2 separate regions of the Sus scrofa genome follow, and region 2 is linked to region 1. A link is a contact called in public promoter capture Hi-C data. All regions are on one chromosome and are shown on one strand. Each heading gives the region's core, a stretch centred on a gene start, on an enhancer-like site or on the middle of the called end of the contact. The rest is flanking DNA. Distances are from core to core; before and after follow the strand shown.

Evidence for each region. Promoter capture Hi-C pulls out the DNA fragments that hold promoters and counts their contacts.
Region 2: a contact with region 1 is called in a promoter capture Hi-C map of liver, with 4 times the contacts expected there. The contact joins the promoter of TPT1 here to the promoter of CPB2 in region 1. A contact is called at or near these places in 1 of 5 promoter capture datasets (liver) and 2 of 47 Hi-C or Micro-C datasets (both in liver).

What each region holds. Positions count from the first base shown.
Region 1 is chr11:21,230,845-21,237,835 of Sscrofa11.1, reverse strand. CPB2 (carboxypeptidase B2) reads right to left here and starts at 3,389. Exons shown (of 11, transcript XM_001929146.4): 1 at 2,650-3,389. The coding sequence starts at 2,723.
Region 2 is chr11:21,924,371-21,931,190 of Sscrofa11.1, reverse strand. TPT1 (tumor protein, translationally-controlled 1) reads right to left here and starts at 1,897. Exons shown (of 6, transcript NM_214373.1): 1 at 1,778-1,897; 2 at 1,426-1,499; 3 at 730-920; 4 at 238-343. The coding sequence starts at 1,805.

The sequences.
Region 1 (6,991 bases), core at 2,140-4,639:
ATACATGGGGATCATCACGATATGCACAAAGTATGAAATATCTTCAATATGATATGATTTGACTATAATATAGACAGTCGCATCCCTCTCTTCAAGAATAGGTATCAGGAGTTCCGTCGTGGCGCAGTGGTTAACGAATCCGACTAGGAACCATGAGGTTGCGGGTTCGGTCCCTGCCCTTGCTCAGTGGGTTAACGATCCGGCATTGCCGTGAGCTGTGCTGTAGGTCGCAGATGCAGCTCGGATCCCGCGTTGCTGTGGCTCTGGCGTAGGCCGGTGGCTACAGCTCCGATTCGACCCTTAGCCTGGGAACCTCCATATGCCGCGGGAGTGGCCCAAGAAATAGCAACAACAACAACAACAAAAGACAAAAGACAAAAAAAAAAAAAAAAGAATAGGTATCAAACAGACTTCAAAGTACATGCTGAAGCCAAAAATAGAAGAGTCAAGCATGAGGGAATTGTCCTCATTCATTTCTTTACTATTTTCTTTCCATGCATTTCCTTTATTTGCATACCGTTTAGTCCTACTGAACTCTTGTAAGCTTATTCATTTTTGCAGCCACATGGTCAAGCTTTTGTATATCTTGCTAGTGGTTATCTCATCAAGTTTAAGGTTCACTATATGATCCAGATGGTGGTTTGTAGGGGAGCCCACTAAGCTTGGACACAGCCAGCTGTGATGATACTTGGGCTGGCTGGCACTGAGGCCACCTTCTGAACCTGCCATACACAGGGGAGGACCTTGAACCTGGCCCTCCAGCCCTGGCCTCTCTTCTCGGCTACCTTCCAGCCTGGCTGCCTTCTCTGCCAACTCCCTGTGATGAAGTCTGACCGCCCTTCAAATTGGATCTCTTCCTAATTTCTGTAATTTTTAGAGGCAGTGCTGTGCTGTGAAAAGGGCTGGAGTGAGGCAAAAATGGAGTTGAATCCAAACTCTCCACGTACTCTTTGATTTGGGGGCCAATGATTTATTCTTCCTGAGGCTGATTTTTCTCCTCTGAAAAGTGTTGGGAAAGATCCCTGGAGTGGAGGATTGTGAGAATGTAACAGGGGAACATTCCTAAGTGCCTAGCCCAGTGCCAGGGACATCACCCTTGCTGAATAATCATGCACTTCCTCCTCCTTCGCTCTCTGGCAATGACACTGCCGTTGTCTACAGTAGCCAGGTTAGACACATTGAAATCAGTTGTTCTCCTCCCCTCTCCTTTACCCTTAATTACAGCCAGTCATCAAGTAATAGGATATTAGAACTCGCAAGAACCTTAGAAATCATAGCCATCTGATTTACGGATAATGCATAGAGACATAAGTCACCAATTATCCTAGCAATTTGATTCCCATGTCAATTCTAGTCACATGGTGATGGAATTTGTGGCTAGACCCTTGACGACCATCTGGAACAACAAAGAATCAACCGACTATAATTAGCTTAGTAATGATGTGCAAACACAGCTTCCGGCTCACACGTCAATCTCTATTTTCTTAAATGCTGTCTTACGGCTCTTTCAGTTCAGTTGCTTTGGTGGAATTTTCCCTGCTCCTGATACGTCCTTTCCCTCTTAGCCTCCCCCTGACACAGGGTAAGGAATCTGTCTCAGAGAAACTTGGAGGAGAAAAAGATCACAGAAGCAAAACAAAGTGTGTGGGAGGGAGAAGATCATTCCAAAAGGAAGCAGTATCAATTTTGAAAAACCCCCATATTGACGAGCTAATCAATTACGGTCATACAATACAGACGAACTATTTACATCAAGTTTTGTATATGCTAGAGCATGAGTTCTTTTGTGTGCTTTCAAGTGGCTTATAGTAGAAAAGCCTAAGGGAACCACTCTCCAGAGACAAATGAGAATTAGAAAAAAAAAAAAAAAGAATTAGATATGTTCATGTGTGTCTTCTTTATTGCTTTACTTTTAATTTTTGTCTTTTTAGGTCTGCACCCGAAGCAGATGGAGGTTCCCAGGCTAGGGGTCGAATCAGAGCTGCCACAGCAACTCGGGGTCCAAGCCCTCGCATCCTCAACCTACACCACAGCTCACGGCAATGGCAACGCTGGATCTTTAACCCACTGAGTGAGGCCAGGGATCGAACCCGATACCTCATGGATACTAGTCGGGTTCATTAACCACTGAGCCACAATGGGAAATTCCATGTGTTTCTTCTTTAAAACACAGCTATCCTTCCTTTCTATTCCATGCTGAACACCCAGACACAACCCAAACCTCCTTTCCAATCCATCTATACCTTTGCCCGCTGCCCCCTCCCACGTTGCATGTACAAGAGAAAAGTAAATAATCCATAGCCATGTAGCATATAGGTGAAGACAGGAGAAATATAAACCATGTGGTATTGACATGTAAATAATTAGTTTTTTTAATTGAGTCTATTTCTTTCATTTTCATAGTCACTGAATATACATATCATCCAGAGTTTTCTCAGTAATAAAACTAGAGCCAGAAAAGAAAAGAAAGAGCCTGGATTTAAGTGAGATCCTTATTGCACTGAATCTCCCATTTGGAAGGGCAACATGGAATGTTTCAGAAAGACCTGACCTTGACCTCCCCCAGGCCAGTGGACAAAATGGGTTTCACGAGGGGCAAATGAGCAGGGGGAGGAAGGACCCCGCTCATCTAGGGTTCGACAGGGTTACCTCTGAAACGCGAAGACATCCTGCTCACAGAGGAGAACGGCGGCTACCAGGACTGCAAAGCTATAAAGCTTCATCCCAGCAGTGATTTGCTATAAACCACAATTCTCTGAAGAGAAGGGTCCGGAGAGCCGATGACCTAAGAGCCGTCTTTACACACTGGTTAAAATGTAATGGCGTGTTCCCTCTGCTTGCTGTGATCCATCGACTTCTCGTCTACTTCCACCCCCAAAGAGAAAGCAGGGTGACAGCTGTTCTCAGGTTAGACGCTCTAGAAAATATTTAACTCCTCAGGGAAGATGAGGCCAAGACAAAAACACTGGTAAAACAGCACAAGCGTGTCTGCTTTGCTGAACCAGAGCCATAGAGTGCTGATCAGTAGATTCCAGCCCATGCAGAGCGGAGTCTCCCGTAGGGTCCAGCTGAGGTCTCCCCTGGTCTTTGTCTTTTTCAACGTTTTCAACTTAGATGAAGACCTAGAAGGTGAGTGTTTCAAAACTGACTGCTGGTACAGGGCTGGGAAGGAGAGCTAGTCTGGACCATTATAGAATCTCCATGCAAAGAGAGCTTTCCTCGTCCATGTGGAAGGAGGGGTCCACCCATAAAAGAACAGGAGCTCTTTGAAGAAGTAAAAGATTCTGGCTGGGGAGTTCCCATCATGGCTCGGCATGAACGACCCCGACCCGTATCCGTGAGGACTCAGGTTCGATCCCTGGCCATGCCATGTGGCTGTGGCATGGACTGGCAGCTGCAGTTCCGATTTGACCCGTGGCAGGGAAACGTCCACATGCCACAGGTCCCAACCTAAAAAAAAAAAAACTGATCGATTCGAGTCATGTTTATTTAGGGCCACCATAGAGCCCCTGTTTAAATCAAAGCCCACCTCGTGCCATTCTGAAGTTAGCACCAAATAACATTTGCTCTGGTGTGAGACCTCATCCAACCTCTGTATGTGAAGGGAGCCCAGGTCCTCTCCCTACATTTCCACTAAGTGCATTTCTTTGCAGTTCAGATACCGTTCATTTACAATGTTGTGCCAATTTCTGCTGGACAGCAAAGTACCTCAGTTATACTTATATATACATTCTTTTTTAACATTCTTTCCCATAGTGGTCTATCCCGAGAGACTGGATGTAGTTCCCCGTGCTATGGAGTAGGACCCCGTTGCCCATCCACGCTAGAGTGCATCTACTAACCCCCAACTCCCTGTCCATCCCACTCCCCCTCCCCCTTGGCAACCCCTAGTCTGCTCTCTAGGTCTGTGAGTCTGTTTTTCTTTTGCAGATAGTTTCATTTGTGCCATATTTTAGATTCCACATCTAAGTGATATCACACGGTCTTTGTCTTTTTGCTTTACTTCACTTAGTATGATAAATCTCTAGATGCATCCGTGTTGCTGCAAATGGCCTTATTTTGTTCTTTTTTATGGCTGAGACGTATTCCATTGTATATGTACCACATCTTCCTAATCCACTTATCTCTTGATGGACATCTAGGTTGCTTCCATGTCTTGGCCATTGTGAATAGTGCTGCAATGAACATAGGGGCCCATGTATCTTTTTGAATTATAGTTTTGTCTGGATATATACCCAGGAATGGGATTGCTGGATCACGGGGTTTGTTCAATATTTAGTTTTCTGAGGAAACTCCACACCGTTTCCCACAGTGGTTGAACCAACACATGTTCCCACCAACAGTGTGGAAGCATTCCCTTTTCTCCGCATCCTCTCCAGCACTTGTTATTTGTAGACTTATTAACAACGGCCATTCTGGACTTCCCATTGTGGCGCAGCGGAAACGAATCTGACTAGGAACCATGAGGTTGCAGGTTCGATCCCTGGCCTCACTCAGTGGGCTAAGGATCTGGCATTGCTGTGGCGGTGGTGCACGCCGGCAGCAACAGCTCCGATTAGACCCCTAGCCTGGGAACCTCCATATGCCACGGGAGTGGCCCTAAAAAGACAAAAATAATAATGGCCATTCTGACAAGTGTGAGGTGGTACCTCATTGTAGGTTTTTTCTTTTTATGGCCACACCCGTGGCATATGGAAGTGTCCGGGCCAGGGACTGAATCTGAGCTGCAGCTGCAACCTATACTGCAGTTGCAGCAACACTGGATCCTTTAACCCACTGCACCAGGCCGGAGTTGGAACCCATGCTTCTATAGCGACCCAAGCTGCTGCAGTAGGATTCTTAATCCATTGCGCCATGGCAGGAGCTCCCCAGAATGCTTATTTTAAAGTCTGTGTCAGGCTGCTCTAGAAATTTCATTATGTTTGGGGTGATTTCATGCTCTGAGCTTTGCTTTTATGGGCTGCCTTTCTTAGCTTTTGATTTCTTCCACAGCTGGGAGCAAGGGTTTATAAGCTCATTTTGAAGCTTTTTGTTGTCCTTTTCTTTGCTCACTTCTCTCCATTCTGCACACGCCTCCAAGAAGCCCCGGGCTTCTAATCCAGAACCTCATTTACACTGGCTTTTCACGTCTATGCCAGGATCACACTGTGGCCTTCAAGGAGCCAGTCATCAGTCAGGTGACTTGACTTAGTTACTGGTTGAGTTCCTCCTGGTTTAGTTAGTTACTCCTTTGTCTCTTACAGACCAGCTGCTGTTATAAACCAGGCCTAGGCAGCAGTGGGGCAGTGTCTTTTTAAAACTGAGGTCCATGCCATGCAATGCACAGATATTAAGTATATAGCTAGATGAGTTCCCCAAAAAATATGTATCCTGGAGTAACCCATGCTTCTATCAAGGTACAGAAAACTTTTGTCACTCCAGAAAATTTCCACATATTATCCCCCAATCCAAAAACAGCTGTTCTGACTTGATTTTGTTTTTTATTTGCCTGTTCTAGAACTTCATAGAATCATATGTTGTCCTAATTAGTTTGGGCCACTACAACAAAAATATCATAGACCGGGTGTCGAGTTTTGGCTTTAATTTAAATTTCTAAGACCAATAATGTTGACAGCCTTTTCTGTGCTTATTGTCTATAAGTGTATATATGTACGTGTGTGTGTGTGTGTGTGTGTGTGTGTGTGTTCAAATTGTGTGCCTGATTTTGACGGTTTGCCTTATTGCTGCTGTGTAGCAGGCATTCATATACTCTGGATGAATATCTGTATCATCTGTATGATGCCCTAAAAGGTAAAACTAGAGAGACAGAAAAGAGGTTAGCTGTTGCAAGGGGCTTGGAGGAAGGAATTAACCTACAAAGAGGTACAGGAGAATGTTTTTGGAGTGGTGGAGACATTCTCTAGTTTGACTGTGGAGGCAGTTGCACAATTGTGTATAGCCCGAATTCCTCAAATTCTATTTTATTTTTATACAATTTTATGTGAGTTTATTTTCTTTTTCTTTTCTCTTTTTAGGGTGCACACATGGCATGTGGAGGTTCCCAGGCCAGGGGTCAAATTGGAGCTACAGCTGCCAGCCTACACCACAGCCACGCAGGATCCGAGATGAGTCTGTGACCTACACCACAGCTCACGGCAATGCCAGATCCTTAACCCACTGAGCGAGGCCGGGAATTGAACCTGCAACCTCATGGACACTAGTCGGGTTCTTAACCTGCTGATCCACAATGGGAACTACAAAAGCTGAATTTATTGCATGAAGAAAAAGGGAGAGAGAGAGAGTGTGTGCTAGAGACGAACACAACCATTTAATCAGATGGACTCTATACCTCAAATCACAGGCAAATCTCTTGGCTTCTTGGAGGTGCAGTTTCCTCTTTGCAAAAATGAGGTTAAGGATAACCTACCCCTGGGGGCTGTGGTGGGAATTCAGTGGGATCATCTGAAAACAGGAGGTCAGTATGGCCCACTTATTTAAAAAAAGAGAGAGAGAGAGAGAAAAACCAGGAAGGGAGCAGATGGGGCCAATGTGCTTTCCGCCCGGAACCTTATGCAGGTCACAGTGACCTTGGGGACGACTGTCCTCTCCTTCTGTTCCTCCCAAAATGTTAGGTGATGGTCACTGTCCCAGAAGGCAGTGAGGTGGGGGGATCCGTCTCATTGAATCACACCCCCTGGGACCCAGCGAATGCGCATGTTTGCTCTCCAGTCAATTTGGAATATTAGGCAGCAAATAAAAGAGGGCCAGTGCTTCTTCAAGAGCCGTGAGCCTCTGGCTTAATGAAGCTGGAGTCTAAGAGGATAGATAACCTCCCCAGTGAGCAGTGGCTGCTTCGCCTCCTCTCCCTCACTCAGCCTGAGGATAAGGGCGACGCCTCTGTGATCCGGGCTGGCCTGGACTCAGCTATGCAGCTCAGGCTTCCCGATAGGGAAGCCCTGAGAGAGTCAATTCATTCCATGGCATTTTATTATGAGTTCAGGTGCAGCTCAAT
Region 2 (6,820 bases), core at 648-3,147, 690 kb before region 1:
GTGGAAAACCACTTAGGGGTCAAACTGAGCAATTCTAGAGAAAGAACTGGGAGATGCCATCTGGGGAAGGAGTAGGGAAGGCTACCCTCTCCAGCTAGACTACTGGCGTTGAATATATCAAGTATTAATTGCTCAAAAGGCTAAGAAAATACCCACAATTAAATTACATCAGACATTCAAACTCATTTTTTGCTCTAAGTTAAACTCTATAGCCCTTTAATCCACACATTTGTTTACCTGATAGTTTTTGAAATTAGCAAGGATGTGCTTGATTTGTTCTGCAGCTCCTGTCATAAAAGGTTTTACTCTTTCTGGTCTCTGTTCTTCGAGTTTCCCTTTGATTCTAAAACAAGTATTTTATTGATAGGTTAAGTTCGTTACAGAGCTCTGAGCAAAAGAAATTTTCTCCAAAAACTCCAAACTGAAACTAGCAACTAGCTATCACTGAGCACAATCAAGAAATTCCTAGCTCACAGGAGGGATGTTTTATGACTGTTCACAACTTTGAATTTCCTGTCAGCTTCTTTCCAAAGTGCTGTTCTGAAAAGGTAAAGCCAGACCTGTATGCACCTGTTATGCTCATATTTGATAGAAAAGCAACCACCCTTCTGAGCTCATTAATAAAGTATTTGACAACCATGCCTGCTTGCTAAAAAAATCTCCATAGTTAGAAGATCCCTAAATCCTACAGGATTCCAGACATCAACGGAATGTGCCAAGATCACTTACGACTTCATATAATCTTTGATGTACTTCTTGTAGGCTTCCTTTGTGAAGCTGGTTTCCTGCAGGTGATGGTTCATGACAATATCGACACCAGTGATTACTGTGCTTTCGGTACCTTCGCCCTCGGGCCCTTCAGCGGAGGCATTTCCACCAATGAGCGAGTCATCAATGTTACCCTCTGTCCTACTGACCATCTGCGTTAAGGAAAAGTTTAGTTGCTAACACATCCTCGACCTTACCACAAAGGCATCAAAACAATTTAAGCAGCTCATACATCCCATCAGCCTTCCACTAAAGATTCTTGTTTCTTGCTGAAAACATGGGGAAAAAATTTATGACCCCTCGATTTCCTAAAACACCCTAACAATTCTTTGTTGACCAGCACGAGAAGGGGGTTGTTTACAACGAGTGGAAGTTTTGCGTGGACAGTCGGGTTGAAAAGGGCAACCGCTGAGGGCTTCGGGCTCCCAAACAGGAGACAACCTGTCCGGGACCGCCTGGGAGGATGGGCGCCCAAGTGGCGGACCTATTTCCAGACTCAGCTCCGCCTCCACTTTTCTAGAAAAACCCGAGCCCGGAAAGAGCGTCTCCTCCGCCAGGAGGCAACGGAGAGGATTGCACAACCTCGGGCGGGGGAGCGGCGGAAACCCGAGCCTGCCTGGCCTTGCCTCCTCCTCGCCGCGACCCGGCCCGACTCACCTTCCCCTCCACCTCCAGACACAGCCCGTCCGCGATCTCCCGGATCTTGTAGATGTCGGAAAACATCTCATCATCTGCCCGAGAACACAAACCCGCCAGTCAACCGTGCGCCTGAAGCCCGAGCCGGCGCCATTTCCCGCGCCGCCCCGCCCGCCGCACGCGACCCCCGCCCTTCCCCGGCGCTCGAAACCCCAGGGCGCGCGCCAAGCACCGACCTTCCTCGCTCCCGGGAGGGCGCCGGCGTCCCCCAGGCCCAGGACGGCGGCGGCGGCGGCGGCGGCCGTCTCCCCGCCCCCCACCAGACCCCCATCCCCTTCGCGCGGCAGTGGGGAAGAGTGCAGTCCCCACTCACGGCTGATGAGGTCCCGGTAGATGATCATGATGGCGGCTGGAGGGAGACGACGGCGGCGCTAGCTTAGCAGGAACCGGGAGCTCAGAGCGAGCGCGGTGCAGCCGGAGCGGCGCTCGGGGGGAGGGGGGAGCGGGCGGAAAAGGCCGACTCTGCCGCTCCCCAACCTCATATAGAGGGCACGTCCCCCTACGTCATCGCCCGCTGCGCCTCCGGAAGCGCCGTAAGCGGTGACGTGGCACGCAGAGCGGCGCGTGGGGTGGGGCCACAGCGCGAGCCGGGGGTGGGGAGGGGAGGAGGACATCCGGGGACTTGGCCTTGGGCTGCAAAGCCGTGCCCCACGCTGGGCCCTCGGGGCTTCCTAGGGGGGAGAAGTCGGGAGGGACAAGGATGGGCGACGCAGGGAAGGAGGTGCGGCGGGGGGCGGGGCAGAGGGAAATGCGGGAGCGGGTGGGGGGAGGAGCGTGCGGGGGGCTGCGAGGAGGGAAGGGCTTCCGGGCGCTGAGTGGTGGAAGTGGTGCCTGGGGCTCTGCCCCTCCCTACGCCAGGGTTGCCCTCGAAGGTGCTGGGTCTGGGTGGGGCTTCAAGTTTCCGCCTCAGGCCTCGCCCGGCGCAAGCTCCCACCCTTTCTGGGAACCAAAGTGTCAGCTGTTGGGAAGGACTTTGCATTTACGTAGGGTCCCTTTGAGGCTTTGGGAGACCGCGACTCTGTCCCCGGGGATGATGGCAGGGGGGCTGGGTTTATGACCCGCCTCCTGTGAGTTCTGGGGTCTCGGAGAACTTTTCAGCGTTTTCTCCTAGGGCTCTCCCCCTACATCGAGTTTTCGGACGCTTTTGTGGGGGCAGGGCTGAGTCCGGGTTGTGGGACCCAGGTCGTCCCTCCTGCCCCTTCGGAATAATCGTGGGGGATGTGTGTAGGAAAAGACTTGAGGGGGGAGGAAAGTGTCGCGGGAGTTTACACAGTTTTCCCATCTCTCGGCTTGGTCCTGTATGTGAAAGTTTGCGGTTCCTAACACAGGTTTAGAATCTTCACCTTTTCTGTTTGCACTTGGTCTTGAATTAGGTCGTTTGAAAAAGAGGGTATGTTGTCACTTTAAGATCGAAATTATATGCCAGGTGCCAGAGGGTTAAACATTAAAAGGAAAAGGAGCTCCCCACCTGCCCAAGTTTTATTTGGACTTTGGACCTAATTATGAGATACTTTAAAAATGCCCTTTCAGGCAAAGATTTATGCCAGTATGCAACCGGAGAACTTGTTCCATACCACGAATGTATTTGTGCTCCACTCTGTCCTTAGCGGGGGGTTTTGCTCAGAGGTCTCAACTGTGAACAGGTTAAATCCAGTCCTACCCTCACAGAAAATTTTGTTCTAGTAAATCAAAGAATTGGCCAATTATAGCACATTAATGGTTTTTCCCTGATTCAACAATAAAGCATTCCCCAGGGTAAGACAGGGCACCCCCTGTGAAGGAACAGGGCACAGGACACTGAATTGAGATGATGGAAGAATCATAATGCAAAAGAGCCAGGAAATGGGACCCTCTTGGGAGATGACGTCTAGGGCTGCACTGGACACCCTAGGAGACACTGGGTAACTGCGAGGAAGCTGAAAGTGGGATGAAGGGGATCTGAAAGCAAGTGGATATCTTCTGAGAGGTGGTCCACCAGGTGGTTTCTGGATGTGGGAGTGGAACAGATTATTATCCCAGGCATATCACAATTTAATGATTTTCCTCAACTTCAACATTTTCCAATTATTCAGAAATATTCCCATCACCCATACATTACTGTCAAACGTTATTGCTGCTACTTTTCTCCAGGTTTGTTCAGTCAAAACTTTTTCTCAAGTTTTATAAACAGCCCTGTGAAAGAGAGTACTAAAGTTAAAATCAAAGCACCCTAGGTTTGGAGTTCCCATCGTGGCGCAGTGGAAATGAATCTGATTAGGAACCATGAGGTCGCGGGTTCACTCAGTGGGTTAAGGATCTGGCGCTGCTGTGGCTGTGGTATAGGTGGGCAGCGACAGCTCCGATTAGACCCCTGGCCTGGGAACCTCCATATGCCGTGGGTGTGGCCCTAAAAAGCAACAACAACAACAACAAAAAAAAAAAAAAAAAAAAAAAGCAGCCTAGGTTGAAATCTTGGGTTTATCTGGTACTAGTTCTGTGACCTTGAGAAAGTCAGCCTCCCTAAGCCTAAGTATAAAATGGAATTTTGTTGAGTTAAAAGGTTTAGGGGGGAGTTCCTGCTGTGGTAAAGTAGGTTAAGAGTCCAACTGCAGCAATTCCAGTCTCAGCAGAGGTATGGAACCCGGCTAACATCCATGAGGATTCGGGTTTGATCCCTAGTCTTGCTCCATCCCTGGCCCTGCACAGTGGCTTAAAGGATCTACCACTGGCATTCCTGTTCTGGTGCATCAGATATGAATCCGAGGGTGCAGGTTCGATCCCTTGCCTCCCTCAGTCAGGGATCTGGCATTGCCATGAGCTGTGGTGTAGGTCGCAGACCCAGCTCGGATCTGGTGTTGGTGTGGCTGCTGCCAGTGGCTACAGCTCTGATTAGACCCTTAGCCTGGGAACCTCCATATGCTATTGGTGTGGCCCTAAAAAGCAAAAATAATAATAAATATAAATAAATTTTTAAAAATAAATATTCTGAAATTCCACATGCCACGAATGTGGCCAAAATAAATTAATTAAACATAACTTTGGTCTATAATTTCTGTTTCATGAAAGGACATAATCTGTAAATATGGGTAATCTAAATTGAATACATTTAATTCTGTGAAAAATTCATTACATTGTCCTTATTTTTCTCATTTTTGGATCTTTTAAGAAACTTTTAGGAGTTCCCATTGGGGCTCAGTGGCTTAAGAACGATGAGGATGCGAGTTCCATTCCTGGCCTTGTTCAGTGAGTTAAGAATCTGGCATGGCTGTGGCTGTGGCATAGGCTGGCAGCTGCACATCTGATTTGACCCCAAGCCTGGCAACGTCCATATGCCGCAGGTGCAGTCCTAAAAAGAAAAAAGAAAAAAACGCTTTTATTCTTCAATGAAACTTTAAAAAACAGAAGAAAAAAAAGCTTTTTTGTTTGGGTTTCTTCCCATAATTTTATGCTTGGCACAGATAGGGCAAGTGATTTGCCCAATGGAAAACAGCCAGTGGAAAGCAGACGGGAAGGATCCAGCTTTAAAATGGACTTCTGGCTCTCAATGAGGTTCTTTTGGTTGAATAAACAAACAAATAAATGGTTAAATATAGCTAGATACTTTGAATTCTGAGACTGGAATTCAAGCTTTTTAGAATGAATTAACCCAACACTTGTAGTTAGGATATGGGCAGCAATGAAAAAAAGTGAAAAACCAAAACAGGGTGTTTCGAAGGCAGTATTTAATTGGACTAATTCATTTTTCAGATTTATCACATAGTTGAGACAAATAGAGAAGAAAACAGTAGATCTCTTTATGAAGTTGCTGGCATGGCAACAGTTACTTCTCAAGGCTGCTTTTGCTGGGGTCACTGGAATGTTAACTATGAAAAGGAATTCATTTTTTTCTTTAGCGCTCATAGGGCATATTAAGGCATAGTCATCTATAACTGCTTTTAGTGCAATTTAATTGTTTGAAATATCAGTTGTGTAAAAATGTATTCAAAAGCCCAAGATCTAAAATTATAGAAATGTGGAGTTCTTATTGTGGCTTAGCAGGTTAAGAACCCGACTGACATCCATGAGGATTCGGGTTTGATCCCTAGTCTTGCTCAGTGGGTTAAGGATCTGGCCTTGCCGTGAGCTGCGGCGTCGGTCACAGACAAGACTCGGATCCCGTATTGTTGTGGCTGTGGTGTAGGCCGGGAGCTGCAGCTCTGATTCAGCCTCTAGCCTAGGAACTTCCATATGCCACAGGTTCGACCCTTAAAAAAAAAAAAAACTATAGAAATGTATATAGGAATATATGTGATGTAAATATACAATATATATTTAAAATTTTTAACCTGAAATATATATTATATAAAATGTTCTAAATGTAAAATAGATTATAAAAATATATATATATTATACATGTCATATCTGCAATATAAATATGTTTATAGAAATATATATATAAATGAACATATAATTTTTTGGTCCATTTTTGCCCTATCCCATATTGTATACCCTTTAGTATTGATACAGATGTTGATACCATTCTCAAAAACTGTCCAAAAATGACGAGAATTAGATTTGAAACAAATAGTTCTCTGTTGTTGAGGAAATATACTTCCAAGAAGTCTTTCCCATCACAATTCTGTGAAGGTGTCTAGGGGAAACACACTGTTTTCCTTCACCCTCATACACAGGCCTTCTGATGACAGATGTGTCCATTTTTTTCCCATATGGATAAAGTTTCCAACACCAACTGGATATCCTGCAGTTCAGTTCAGTCCTGACACTAACTACCTAGATTCCACAAGTCAAGGGCTCAGTATCAGGAAACTCAGATGCACCCCCCACCCCTTCAGAAGCCAAAGGCAAGGAGTGGGTCTCCAGGTTACCCACTGCTTCTGTGCAACGGTAACCAACTGGAGATTCCTATGACCTGCTCCTTGGGTTCAGTGGTTAGCTACAGCTCACAGAACCCAAGAGTACAGTTTGCTTAGTCTTGCTGCTTGATTTTTTTTTTTAGATTTTTGGCTGTGCCTGTGGCATTCAGAAGTTCCTAGGCAGGGGATTGAACCTTCGCCACAGCAGTGACAATGCTGTACCCTTAACCTCTAGGCCACCAGGGAACTCCTACTCTTACTGATTTATTTTAATTTTTTATATATATATATATATTTTTTTTTTTGGATCTTTTTGTCTGTTCTAGGGCCACACCCACAGCATATGGAGGTTCCCAGGCTAGGGGTTGAATCAGAGCTGTAGCAACCAGCCTATGCCACAGTCATAGCAATGCAGGATCCGAGCCGTGTCTGTGACCTACACGACAGCTCATGGCAACACCAGATCCTTAACCCACTGAGCAAGGCCAGGGATCAAACCCACAACCTCACGGTTCCTAGTCGGA